2 separate regions of the Callithrix jacchus genome follow, and region 1 is linked to region 2. The links are chromatin contacts, called in public Hi-C maps. All regions are on one chromosome and are shown on one strand. Each heading gives the region's core, a stretch centred on a gene start, on an enhancer-like site or on the middle of the called end of the contact. The rest is flanking DNA. Distances are from core to core; before and after follow the strand shown.

Region 1 (6,230 bases), core at 374-2,873, 130 kb before region 2:
ATACAAAGAGCACTTTAAAAATGAGTATTTCAAAAATACTATACATTTATATATATTTTTTCTCATAAAAATGCTATAGTTTATATATCCTTTCATCATTCATTTTTTCTAATGAGTTTAGATTTCTAAAACTAAATAGTCCTGAGGTAGAGAAGAGTAAGTTATTCACATTTTACAGAAAACTTATTAGGAAATGCTAACTGGTTGTCATTAGCAACTCAGTGACATCATCCAGAAGAGTAAGGTTAAATCTTGGATAATGCAAACCTGTAAGTAGGAAGTTAAAGTACAACAGTAAGGAAATGTGAATTAAAAGTTGTTATCCCAAAGAAACAAATAATTCTAAAATATAAGCAATGTCCTATGTATATTCTTAAGCTTTATCAAACTGTTCCATATCTTCAACGTTAGCCTGTGTTAATTTTTTAACAGAGTCCTTTTTTAGAAGTGAACAAACCTCAAAATGAATGGGGGATTAAAAAAAAAACACCACTTTGAAAAAAGCTAGCTTGTTTAAAAAAAAAAAGCTTTCTCATATGAAGAAGTTTGGAATAATAATTATAGAAATAATTTTTAAAGAAATGAGAATCAAGATTTTTATAAAATCAGCAATCTAGGTTTCACAAATTCAAAAGGATTTATTATGTAAAACCAGTAGCCCCAGTTACATAACCAGAGTGGACTTAATATTAAAAATAGAATCTAAGAAGTCAGCCAAGTGTATTGCCAGCTCTCATCAGTGTCTGTTATGACCTGCAGTTGTTTTTCTCTTCATGGATCTCATGTTTTCATCTTTTGCTTGTGTTGTTGAAATACACACACACACCCCTTGATTTCAGAGGGTGAAATATTTAGGCTTTCCTGGCCAGATCATCAGTTTTTATCTTTGCATTTCATGTTAAGATCACCTGAAGAGCTTTTTTTAAAATAATAACACGTCCAAGCCTCATCTCAGACCTCACATGATTTTAATGTGCCACCTGGGTTGAGAACTAACTGGACTACAAAAGGAATTTTTTCCCCTAGTAGGTCTTTCGTTCAAGGGGATTATCAACGTATGCTGAGAGTCTACCATGTGCTGGATGCTGGCAGATATTTATGTGTCTTTTTAACTTATACCAGCCCTATAAGTGGGCTCATACCCATATCCTCCCTCACACCTTAATGGGCAAAGAAAATAAAGATTCCAATTAAGGAACTTGCTTAACATCACGCACCTAGTAAAAATCAGAACTAAGATTTTAACCCAAGCATTCAGAACTCCAAAGTCAATACTCTAATAAAGCGACAGGACTTAAACAAATTACATATTAACAAACGCTTAATGAATTTTATAAAATGAAATCTCAGTGTATTTCACTTAACCTTTTGCACTCCAAACGTGATTCTTTAAGAAAAATAAAATCTACTTTGTTCAAAACTATATATATAAAGGGTTGAGAAATGTTGTTCTTAACAAACTCATGTGTTAAACCCATCTAGTTTCTGCTTGCTTTACTAGCCTTATCTCTTCCATTCTTGCCTTTATGTCCTCTCACGCATATTGGACCTTACATCATTTTTATTCACACAGCACCATATATTTGTCGTCTTGAGACCTTTGTACAGGCAGTTCTCAGGATAGCATACCATTTGCCTCACCCTACTTTCTCTTCCCAGCTTTCAGCTGACTAATTGCCTCTCACTCTTCAGTATGTTCATATCTTCTCATACTGACCTCCCAAACTGATTAGTCCTCCCCTTTATCCTGGGGTATTGTGCTTTCCTTTGAGAAGGCCATGGCTTAGCAGTGGGGCTAAATTAGCACTGGAGCAAAGGCCAATTCTTTACAGTGTAAAGTTTATACCCAACAAAGAATAAAAGTAGGTCTTAAAAGGATCAAATTCTAATGCTGGTTAAATTCTTTAATTTATCTGCAACCCTCTTTAAAGAAATGCAGGCCAGGCACAGTGGCTCATGCCTGTAATCTCAGCACTTTGAGGGGCCAAAGCAGGCGGATCACAAGGTCAGCAGTTCGAGACCAGCCTGACCAACATGGTGAAACCCTGTCTCTACTAAAAATACAAAAATTAGCTGGGCATGGTGGCATGCATCTGTAGTCCCAGTTACTCAAGAGGCTGAGGCAAGAGAATCGCTTGAACCCAGGAGCAGAGGTTGCAGAGAGCCAAGATCATTGCACTGCACTCCAGCCTGGGTGACAGAGCAAGATTCTGTCTCAAAAAAAAAAAAAAAAGAAAGAAAGAAATGCAGTATACATTAGCCAGCATTTGATCAAAACATATGAGTCATTCGAAGAAGGAGGAAAATCCAGAAATTATGGTAAGAAAAGAATTTGTGAAAATTATGAGGAAAAATGGAAGATCCAAGAGTTAATTATCTAAGAGAAAATTAAAAGCACCCAGGGGAAAAGAATATAAGGTCAGCAAACAATACCCAGCACATAGGCCAAGTCTATGCTGCATCCCGTAAGTTTTATTGGAACACTGCTATACCTGTGATAGATTATGTATGACTATTTTTACACTACAATGGTAGAGCTGAGTAGTTGTCACAGAGACCATATGTATTAGTTTGTTCTCCTACTGCTGTAAAGAACTGCCCAAGACTAGGTAATTTATAAAGAAGAGGTATAATGACTCAACAGTTCTGCATGGCTTGGGAGGCTTCAGGAAACTTACAATCATGGCGGAAAAGGAAGCAGACACTACAAGGTGGCAGGCAAGAGACAGCAGGGAAAACTGCCTTATAAAACCATCAGATCTCCTAAGAACTCCCTATCCTAAGAACACCATGAGGGAAATCACCCCCATGATCCAGTCACCTCCCACCAGGATCCTCCCTCAATACCTGGAAATTAAATCCAAGATGAGATTTGGGTGGGAACACAAAACCTAACCATATCACCATATGGCCTGCAAAGCCTAAACTATCCACTATAGTAGAGAAAAAAATTCTGATCCTTGATATAGAGAAACAAAAGACCAGTCATTTTAACAGAATATGAAATACAGAAGATAGTGGAATGGCATCTAAAGAGTACAGAAGCGGGGAAAAAAAGTCACCCTAGTGAATATTCACTATATCCAGTGAATATTTATTCAACATTAAGGTGAAATAGATATTTTTAGACAAAAGCTGAGAGAATTTTTTTCTTGAATATTTGCACTACAAGATAGGTTAAAATTCTTCAGGCTGAAGAGAAAAAACATGCCAGATGGAAACTTGGATCTATAAAAAGGAAAGAAGGTTTGGAAATGGATCTGACACCACTGAATCAATTTACAAAACAAGAAAGCAGGGACAGTTTTGGGAAGCTCAAGACACACTGTGCCCATGAGCAGCAATTTGGACCTCCTGCTCCACCCACTGTGCATCAAACGTACACTGAACACAAAGAGCCCCAGTAAAAGTATAAACATGAACTAACACAGAGGTGGGCAAACTACAGCCTCTGACCCAGCCACCTGTTTATGTAGAATCCAAAATAAGAATGTTTAACTGACACACAAACTTCTAGAATTGAATTTAGCAAGTCCCCTAAATACAAAGGCAATATACAAAATTCATGGGTATATTAATACACCAGTGACAGGTATTTGAAGATGAAATTTTAAAATATTTACAATAATGTAAAAAATCAATTTTTTAGAAATCTAGAAACAGTTTTTTAGAACTAAAAGATGCATAAGACTGCCATGCAATGCCACAAAACATTATTTAGGATATTAAAGAAGACCTAAATAAAGTATAGCTTGGAAGACTCAATATTATAAATACCTAATTTTTCCTCAAAATAAATGGTTAACTTTTCCCAGTCTATAGAATCAATGCAATCCGAATCTTGGAATTCTATTTTGTATTGAGCCGACTCTGAAGTGTAAAGGGGAAAATTCCAAAAATTGTCAAGACTTTTGGAAATAAGGAACAAGGTAGAATGACTTTCTTTACAAGATAAACAAGACTTGGAAAGCTAAAATAATTAAAATGAAGGGGCTTATCAGAAACGGGCCCATACTTACATGCATATGTAATTTATGACAAAATGGACTGAGACTGTTTCCAGGACATAGAAATTTCAGTGAAAACCAAGAAAGTCTCAGGCAAGCTGCAATGACTTGGCCCCCTAGACTAAGGTGACGCTTCAAAGCAATGTAAAAAGGATGGTCTCTTCCATAAATTTTAGTGGTACAGTGAGTAATCATGTCAAATAAACTTAACTCTTACTGCACACTATATATGAAAAATGTATTTCAAGTGGATTTTAACTCTAAACTGAAAGTCAAATAACACTTCCAAGAAATTACTTAGAACATCTTTAAAATCTAGGCATATGGAAAGATTTTTTAAAACAGGACCAAAAAATCCTTAATCGTGAAGGAAAACAGTGATAAACTGGATTACATTTAGGTGAAAAACTTTTCATCTAAATCATTAGGAATAAAAAAAATACAGGCGGGATGCGGTGGCTCACACCCGTAATCCCAACACTTTGGGAGGCCAAGGTGTTCAACACTTGAGCTCAGGAGTTCAAGACCAGCCTGAGAAATTTAGTGAGACATTGTCTCTAATTTTTAAAAATAAGTAAATAAATGAGAATAAAATACAAAGCCACAAAGTGGTACATCTGTGTAAATCGTAAGTGAACATAGAAAGAACTACAAATCAACATAGAAAGCCATAGAAAAATGAGCATAAGACTTGAACAGGCACTTCAAAAGAAAAGAAGTTTCTAGTAAACATACAAAACCATGCTGAACTTCACCAAACCTCAATAATACAACATTAAGTGCTCATAGAATGAATAAACTTAAAAAAACTGGCAATACCAAACACTGGTGAGGATGTAGAAAGTTAATTCTCATATACGACTTGCAAGAGTGTACATTGATAAAACTAGTTTGGAAAACTTTGGCACTATCTTCTAAAACTGAACGTGTGCATACTGTGTTATCTGGTAATTTCACTGCTAAAGATAGCTGCTACAAAAATGTGTGCATAAAGCACATTTTAAATGTTGTGTACACAAAAAGTTTTAAATGTTCAATGCAGTATTATTCATAACAGCCTAAAACTTGAAACAATCAAAATATTCATGAAGAACAGAATGGATAAATAAGCTGTGGATATTCATTTTTTCTTGCTGCTTTTAGAAAAAAAATAAATTATGGATGGACATTCATATATATTAAATTCCTTTACAGCAGTGAAAATGAATGAACTCCAGATACACGTCCAAGATTTGAATTCCACAACTATAATACTGAGGGAAACAAACCAGACACAAAAGAATGCACAGTCTTATGATTACATTTGTATAAAACAGGCAGAGCTAATTTGTGGTATTAGAAGTACAGATAAGATTACCTTTGGAGAAAGGGAAGGAGAAGTGATCAGAAAAGATCATGAATAGGGGACTTCTGGGGAGTGATTAATGTTACATTTTCTTACCCGGTTCTTTGTTTACCAGGTTGTGTTCATTTTGTGATTGCATGTGGATTTACCTACTTATCATTTTGCACTTTTCTGTATGTCTTTTATACGTCAAAAAAAGTTTAAAATTTTAATTGTAATGGGCAGCTCTATTGAGTCCAGCTTCCCACAGTGTTGCCTTAGAAAAGAAAAGTAGTTAAGCTTTTGGAAGAGCCTCAATGGTCGGTGATGGGCCTAAAACAAGAGAGTTGCAGAAAATTGGACAGGATGAAATGAATTGTTTGTATATATCTAAATTGAGTATTTAATTTTTTATTTAAATTAAATGTCAGCTTCTCAGGTGCACTAGCCACATTTTAGATGGTAAGTGGTCGCATGAGGCTTATGGCCACCAAAATGAACAGCACAACTCTAGTGATAATCTGTAGTCGTGATAAACTACGTTTTATTTTATGCTGCCTTCCCATCCTGTTCATTATTTGGGTGCCCTTTAAAAATTAAACACATATGTTCTTTAATTACTGAAATGAATGAAAATGTTACTAAAAAATTCTGGGCACCTATATACCTGTAAACTTCAGGCTTAATTCCATTTTGAGAATGAAATGGACCATCTGTGACTTCTGAAAGAAGAATTTACAAGAGTATTAATGGTTTTCCCTGTTGTTAAGACAACTGACCAATAAACTTATTTTTTAACGCTGCTGCTATTGTCCGCTTATTAACCAGTCTGTCTGCTTCTTAGACCCTGTTAGAACATCTTGTCTTCTTTTTAAGTTTATTTTTATTTTTGGATCTGG
Region 2 (6,957 bases), core at 4,309-6,808:
ACTGAACATGAATGTACAGTGATGCCACTCATCCCATTCTGTGACTTGCACAAACAGCACTTGGCTGGTTGGGTGCAGAAGAAAGTACAGTCAGGCTGGGCATGGTGGCTTACGCCTGTATTCCCAACACTTTGAGAGGCCAAGGAGAGTGAATCACTCGAGGCCAGGAGTTTGAGACTAGCCTGGCCAACATGGCAGGCTGTTGGGGTTTTGTGAGATAGGAATGTTTACTGAAAATGTGGACTACAAAATGTAAATTGGATAAGGGGAAGGGAATGAAGGAAGGAGACTTCTGATAGATTATGGGAAAGCACAAATCTCAATAGACTAGAAAAGCTGTTGAGAAGAAAGAATAATGACATAGGGAGCTATTGAAGAATCAACTTGAAAGATGGATAGCTAAAGCGGGATGCTGGAAGGGAATAACAAAGTGTATAAAGGTGATTGAGGTGATTTAAATAGATTTGAATGCCACAGGGGATGGAATGGTCATTTGCTTTAAGAAAATGTCTAAATCTGAAGATGATTTCCAAGGACCTACACAATCTGTTCCTTGCCTGCCTCTGTACCTCAGCCAGTGCCAATGTCTGTCTCATTCACCTCACTGCTGCCTTCATTCAGTTCCTTAAATGCTCCTTCCAGCCTGAAGACTTATACACCTAGCACCTTCTCTTTTGTCTGAAATACTCTCTCTTACTACACCCACCAGGCCAACTTCTTCTTATCCTGAGGATCTCAGTTTAAAGTGTTTTCCTGGCTGGGCTCAATGGCTCTTGCCTGTAACCCCAGCACGTTGGGAGGCCAAGTCGGGTGGATCAGTGAGGTCAGGAGTTCAAGACCAGCCTAGCCAACATGGTGAAATCCTGTCTCTACTAAAAATACAAAAATTAGCCCGACATGGTGGTGTGTACCTGTAATCCTAGCTATTTGGGAGGCTGGGACAGTAGAATAGCTTAAACCTAGGAGGCGGAGGCTGCAGTGAGCCGAGATCATGCCACTGCACTCCAGGCTGAGTGGCAGAGTGAGACTGTGTCTCAAAAAAAAAAGGTATCTTCCTCAGGGAAGTCCTTCCCAACCTACCACCCTACTCTTGGGTCAGGGAGGGGGGAGTACATCCTCTATTATATGCCCAAATAATACTCTATTTTCTTCCATAGCATTTATCAACTGTATTGCAGAAATGATGGGGTTAGTTATCTGCAAAAGCTTTTCTCCAGGAAAGAGGAGTGCAGGAACAGGTCTACTGTACCCCTGGTCCTCAGGGACTAACATATAATAGGAATCCCATAACTATTAGTTGTAAATAAAATTTAAAATACTTATATACAGTAACTTTTGGAAAAAGCTACTTTTAACATAAAGATATAAAATATGATTTAACAAATAATCTAAAAATGACATATGAAAATAAGACAAGTTTCCTTTCTAAAATATACACATGGAGACATATCTGTCTTCAACCTCTCTTCAACTCTGATTTAATTCCTAGAAATTCAAGTCTAAAACAACTAAGTACAAGATAGGAAAAACACTTAAAGATTTCTTTCATAGGAATGAGACAACTGAATGCCTTATTTGAAATAAAGAAAAAACTTATTGGAAATTCCCAAAGCTAAATAATTTAAGATATATTACAATTTTCCATTTATAAAGGACTTTATAACAAGAGTGTAGGAAGTAGCGAATTTGCTAAAGCCACTAGTTAACTACTCAACAGTTCTAGTCTTACTAATGCTAATTATAAATACTTTTGGCTCAGTGTAGATACACTCTGGCTATGGGAGAAGTAGAAAACAAATTTGATGGTTTATTTTCATTTGGAAGATTTGTGGCATGATTTACGTTCACATACTTAAAAAGAGGTGTTAATGGTTTATTAGTTGCCATAAAAATTACATTTGCTTATGTTTCATAAAGAACATTAAGAAATACAGCAACAAACAGCAAAAATCCTCCAACATCCAATATGTGCTTGATATTTAAACATTACCATTTCTTTTTCTTTTCTTTTTTTTTTTTTGAGACAGAGTCTGGCTCAGGCACACAGGCTAGAGTGCAGTGGCACGATGTCGGCTCTCTGCAATCTCCTCCTCCCAGGTTCAAGCGATTCCCAAGTACCTGGGACTACAGGCGTACCATCACACCTGGCTAATTTCTGTGTTTTTTGTAGACTGAGTTTCACCACATTGGCCAGGCTGGTCTTGAACTCCTGGCCTCAAGTGATCTGCTCACCTAGACCTCCCAAAGTGCTAGGATTACAAGCGCAAGAAATTACGCATGGCCAACACTACCATTTTTTTTCTCTCTTTCTTTCTTTCTTTTTTTTTTTTTTTTATAAAGATGGGGTTTCACCATGTTGGTCAGGCTGGTCTTGAACTCCCGACCTCAGGTGATCTTCCCGCCTTGGCCTCCAAAGTGCTTGGATTACAGGCGTGAGCCACCACGCCCAGCCTCTTTCTTTCTTTTCTTTTTTTTTTTTTTTTGAGATGAGTATCACTCTTGTTGCCCAAGCTGGAGTGCAGTGACGTGATATTGGCTCACTGCAACCTCCACCTCCCGGGTTCTAGCAATTCTTCTGCCTCGGCCTCCAGAGAAGCTGGGACTACAGGTGTACACCGCCATGCCCAGCTAATTTTTTGTATTTTAGTAGAGACAGGGGTTTCACCACGTTGCTCAGGCTGGTATCGAACTCCTGAGCACAGGCGATCCACCCTCCTTGGCCTCCCAAAGTGCTAGGATTACAGGCGTGAGCACTGTGCCTGGCCAACGCTACCATTTCTATTTTTCATTAAACGTCTGCAAACTTGGTTTTACAATTCCCATTTCACATATCGGGAAACTGAGACTCAGAGACATTGTGTAATTTACCCAAGGTCATGACTGCTAAGTTGATGACTTGAAAAGTGCATCCAGATCTGCAGGAAGTTCAGCCCTTGTGATACTGTAAAGTACCTGCCAAAACATTAAGGTCTCTAAACCCCAGTGGGAACCAGGCTTTTTCCGATGTTGTCTTGTCTATTTTTTTCCTTTTCTTTTCTCTTTTATTTTCCTTTCCTTTCCTTTATTTATTTATTTATTTTGAGACAGAGCATCACTCTGTTGTCCAGGATGGAGTGAAGTGGTCCAATCTCTGCTCATTGCAACCCCCACCTCCCGGGTTCGAGTGATCCGCCTGCTTCAGCTTCCCGAGTAGCTGGGATTATGGGATTATAGGTGCTCACCACCACGCCCATCTAATTTTTGTATTTTTATTAGAGACGGGGTTTCACCATGTTAGCCAGGCTGGCCTCGAACTCCTGACCTCAGTGATTCACTCACCTTGGCCTCCCAAAGTGCTGGGATTACAGGTATGAGCAACCATGCCTGGCCTCGGATGTATTTTCTATTAATGATACTTGTTATATAAGCTGAAGATAGCATTGGAATACCAGCTTTATTTTCTGTTAATAACTTACTTCTAATTTCAAGGTATTCTCTGACATTGATAAGAGTAAAGGAGATATTAACCTAATGGAATGTTACTGAATGACGCCCATTCATGATAGTGCAATGGAGTGGCTCTTACCAATGTTCCAGTTTAGGGGACTGGAGTTTCACGATTTAGCAACCTCCCTCATCCCTACTCAGAACTCTTCCCTATCCTCACCTCTAGGTTCCCAGGGGTCTCCTTTTGGGCTCACTATTAAGTTATCCTGTTGCTGTATTTTTCTCTTTCAGTTCTCCTTAGGGTTATTCCTTTTATTTTGGTGGAGAAAACAAGTCTGATTCTCCTTTTTTTCTTTACAACCTCTTTCAAGAAGGTTGTAAAGAAAAACCCTGGCTACATACTTCCTCACAAAAGAGTCCCTTTCCCCACCTTAATTTTTGCTTCATCTCACTTTGTCAGTTTCCCTCAGGGCACATTTTTAGAGCAATCTATAGTTTTGTGGGCCCTTTATTTGCTTACTACCCTATGCCACTATCTCCATATATGCAGGGATCTTTGTCTTGTCACCACTCCGATACCTAATTTCTGATTACAATCATCTAACATTTTGAAACTCAGAAGAGCTCCAGAATATGAAGGTTGTGTTAATAAGAAAATGACTGAAGTTACGTCTTTCCAGAAATGTTCATTTATTTCCTCATATTTTTAGCACTTTTATCTGATTAGATGATCTTCTGAAATTTGCTTTGGGGCTTTTTCACAAATAAATTGGAGAAGATGTTTCTATTATAGAATCATGTTAAACTCAGGACCAGGTATAATAATTGTGAAACACACAAGTAGGCAAATAGAACTAGGGCACCCAGTAAGTTTCCCTTTTCTTTTTTCTTTGAGATGTAGTTTCCCTCTTGTTGCCCAGGCTGGAGCGCAGCCCAGGTTGAAGCGGTTCTCCAGCTTCAGCTTCCTGAGTAGCTGGGATTACAGGTGCCCGCCACTACACCGGTCTAATTTCGTATTTTTAGTAGAAACTGTGTTTCTCCATGTTGATCCCGAATTCCCGAGGCTGGTCTCGAATTTCCGACCTTAGGTGATCCACCCACCTGGGCCTCGCAAAGTGCTGGAAAGACAGGCGTGAGACATCGCGCCCGGCCAAATTCCCCGCCGGGTCCAGCATCCCAACAGTAGATTTCAAACAAATACAAAGTTAAGTGGAAGAAATAGGCAACAAATGGAGGGAGTGTGAGACTTCAAAATGTCCCAGAGATAGGATCCAATCAAATCCTTGGCCCCACCAAGCGCCCCCATCACTCTGGCCCGACGGCTCCAGAGACCAGCCCAGGCCAGCCCTAGTGGGTCCCCATCTGTCCTCCCCTCCAAGCTGGGAGCACCCGGGCCCTCTTGGTCTATCCTTTAGTCTCGCGCAGCGGGGACCGGCAGGATGGTGGTCTCCTGTGGATTTTGCTTTTCAGGCTGTCAAGTAGAGAAAATCCCGAAACTCCTAGTCTCGGGCGCAGCATAAACTCCGAACTGGCGCCCAGGCTGAGTCAAGATGGCAAACCTCGGGTAAACATTCGAAAGTGCCTCGGTCCTCCCCGCCCCCGAGCCCGGTGCCTCTGCCCTAGCCGAGGCCTCTGCTGTCCTCCTGGGCGATGAGCCGGCTGGGGGCCGCCGGACGGCGGAGGACCTGCTCCTGCTTTCCGAACTACAGATCCCAGGGTGCCTCTCGGACTCGCGCTCCCTCCCTCTCTCGCTCCCTCCCTTTATCCGCCTCCTCCCCCGGCCCTTGTTGTTTTGGCTCGAAGCGCTCCGGCGGAGTTTCAGAGAAAGTCTGGGCAGAAACCGGAGCCGGGCCTGAACGTGGGAAGGGGAGGAGGAAAGGGAGGAAGAGGGAGCTCGGAGGCCGGGAGAGGGAGAGATCGGGATCTCGGGCCGAGCCGCTCAGAACCTGCCGCGCGCCCCGGGGTGGGGGAGGCGGCGGGGGAGGAGCGCGAGGGGACGGGACAGCGGGATCCCTCCCAGGAGCCAAGCCGCTCAGTGCCTTGTTCCTCCGCCGCTCCCCGCCCTCTTCGGCGGCCGCGAGAGCGGACCCACCCTCCGGCTCGACCTGCGACCTCCCTGCGCCCGCGGCTCAGAGACGCCCGGCGCTTCGCCGCCAACCCTGCGGCTCCCTCTGTGACCCGGGACCAGCCCCGCGCCGGCTGCCCGCGGGCGGCTCGCGGTTTCCCCTGTCCACGGTGTTCCTCGTGAGCCAAGAAGTGACCCACCCTCCCCCTAGGAGGGGAAGGAGGAACGCCCGGTCGCACCGAAACCGAGGGCGGGCGAGCGAGAGTGGGCACCGCGCGGGGCATTGTGTCTGTGTGTGTGCGTGAGCCGCGCTGTGTCTGTTTCGGAAAGCGCTCTAGGGAGGTCTTGTCCCTAGGGGGCGGAGCGCAAGGGACCGCGGCTGCTGCTCCGAGTCGGGGCAGAATCCCGCAGAGTCCGAGCGCTGCTGAGGCGGCTAGCGAGACGGCACCCCTGAAGACTAGGCGGGCGCCCTGAAAGGAGGCCGGCGCGCCCGCCGCCCCGGCTGGCGTTCTGTTCAGGTTCACCGGCCTGCAGAGGAGAGACTCGAACTCCAGGAACCCGCGCGCCTTGGAGCCCGTCCGCCCCGTCGGCCCGGAGTGCGCGACCGGGAGAGCGAGGTTCTCGCCGCTGCGCGCTCGACAGGCGTCGGCTGTGTCGGGAGCGCGCCCGCCGCCCCTCAGCTGCGGGGCCGGGAGTCCGAGACGCGCGCACCATGAGCGGTGGCGAAGTGGTCTGCTCCGGATGGCTCCGAAAGTCCCCCCCGGAGAAAAAGTTGAAGCGTTATGTAAGTAGAGCTGCAGGCGCAGATCCGCCGACCTCGGTGTCCACACCCCTCCCCGGTCGGCTCGCGGGCGGCTGCAGCTGGCCGCGCACGGGGTTGGTTCTTAAACGAATGCCGGTCTCTTTCCCCTTGGCCTCTACCCCGGGTGCCTTACACTCACTCACGCCCAGGCATCCACTTGGCCGGACAACTTTCTTCCACCAGGTTCCCGACAGCCTGCTTTGCAGGCCTGCTCGCCCCGTAAGAGGGCCCAGACTTGCGGTTAAACTCCTGCTGCACGCTTCTCTTCTTCCTTAGGAAGGATGGGGTGCGATGGAGAGAGGCGCCTTCTCCCTGATTTATTCCTGCATCTGATTATTAGGGGGCTGATGGGTGCTAAAGTTCCCGCACCGGGAAAACCGCCGAGGTTTTAGGGCTCACCAGCCCTGTCTTTGGTGGGGCGCGCTCCCTCTCCTCCGCCCCTCGAGATAGGTTGCGGGAAGCAGGCTGTAGACCTGAGGAGTTGGTAGTAGAGACAAGCATAGCGAATGCCCGCAAAAAGGAAAGAAAGGAAAGTTATTACGCGCCCTGCCGTTTGCTTAGCAGGGTTCACATTTTCGCGGTTTTGCATTGAGGGACTTTGGAGTTTGGCCCGGTAGTCTTGGCGGTTTGCTGCGAGAGGAGGGCGCTGGGGGGAGCCTAGTGG

Evidence for each region. Hi-C and Micro-C count contacts between places; a contact is called where the count stands out from the background.
Region 1: a Hi-C map of skeletal muscle shows a contact between it and region 2, with 2.6 times the contacts expected there. The contact joins the enhancer-like site here to the promoter of GAB1 in region 2. A contact is called at or near these places in 2 of 3 Hi-C or Micro-C datasets (both in skeletal muscle).

The regions. Positions count from the first base shown.
Region 1 is chr3:53,530,219-53,536,448 of calJac240_pri, reverse strand. No RefSeq gene overlaps it. Among named protein-coding and RNA genes, the nearest start is that of USP38, 46 kb to the left of the region's middle. Within about 2 kb of position 1,623, at least 2 of the 16 cell types and tissues checked have an H3K27ac peak or open chromatin away from gene starts, as enhancers often do. A contact at or near this core is called in skeletal muscle, where this site is marked.
Region 2 is chr3:53,404,161-53,411,117 of calJac240_pri, reverse strand. GAB1 (GRB2 associated binding protein 1) reads left to right here and starts at 5,558. Exons shown (of 10, transcript XM_008992656.5): 1 at 5,558-6,275. The coding sequence starts at 6,204. It also overlaps the pseudogene LOC128931554.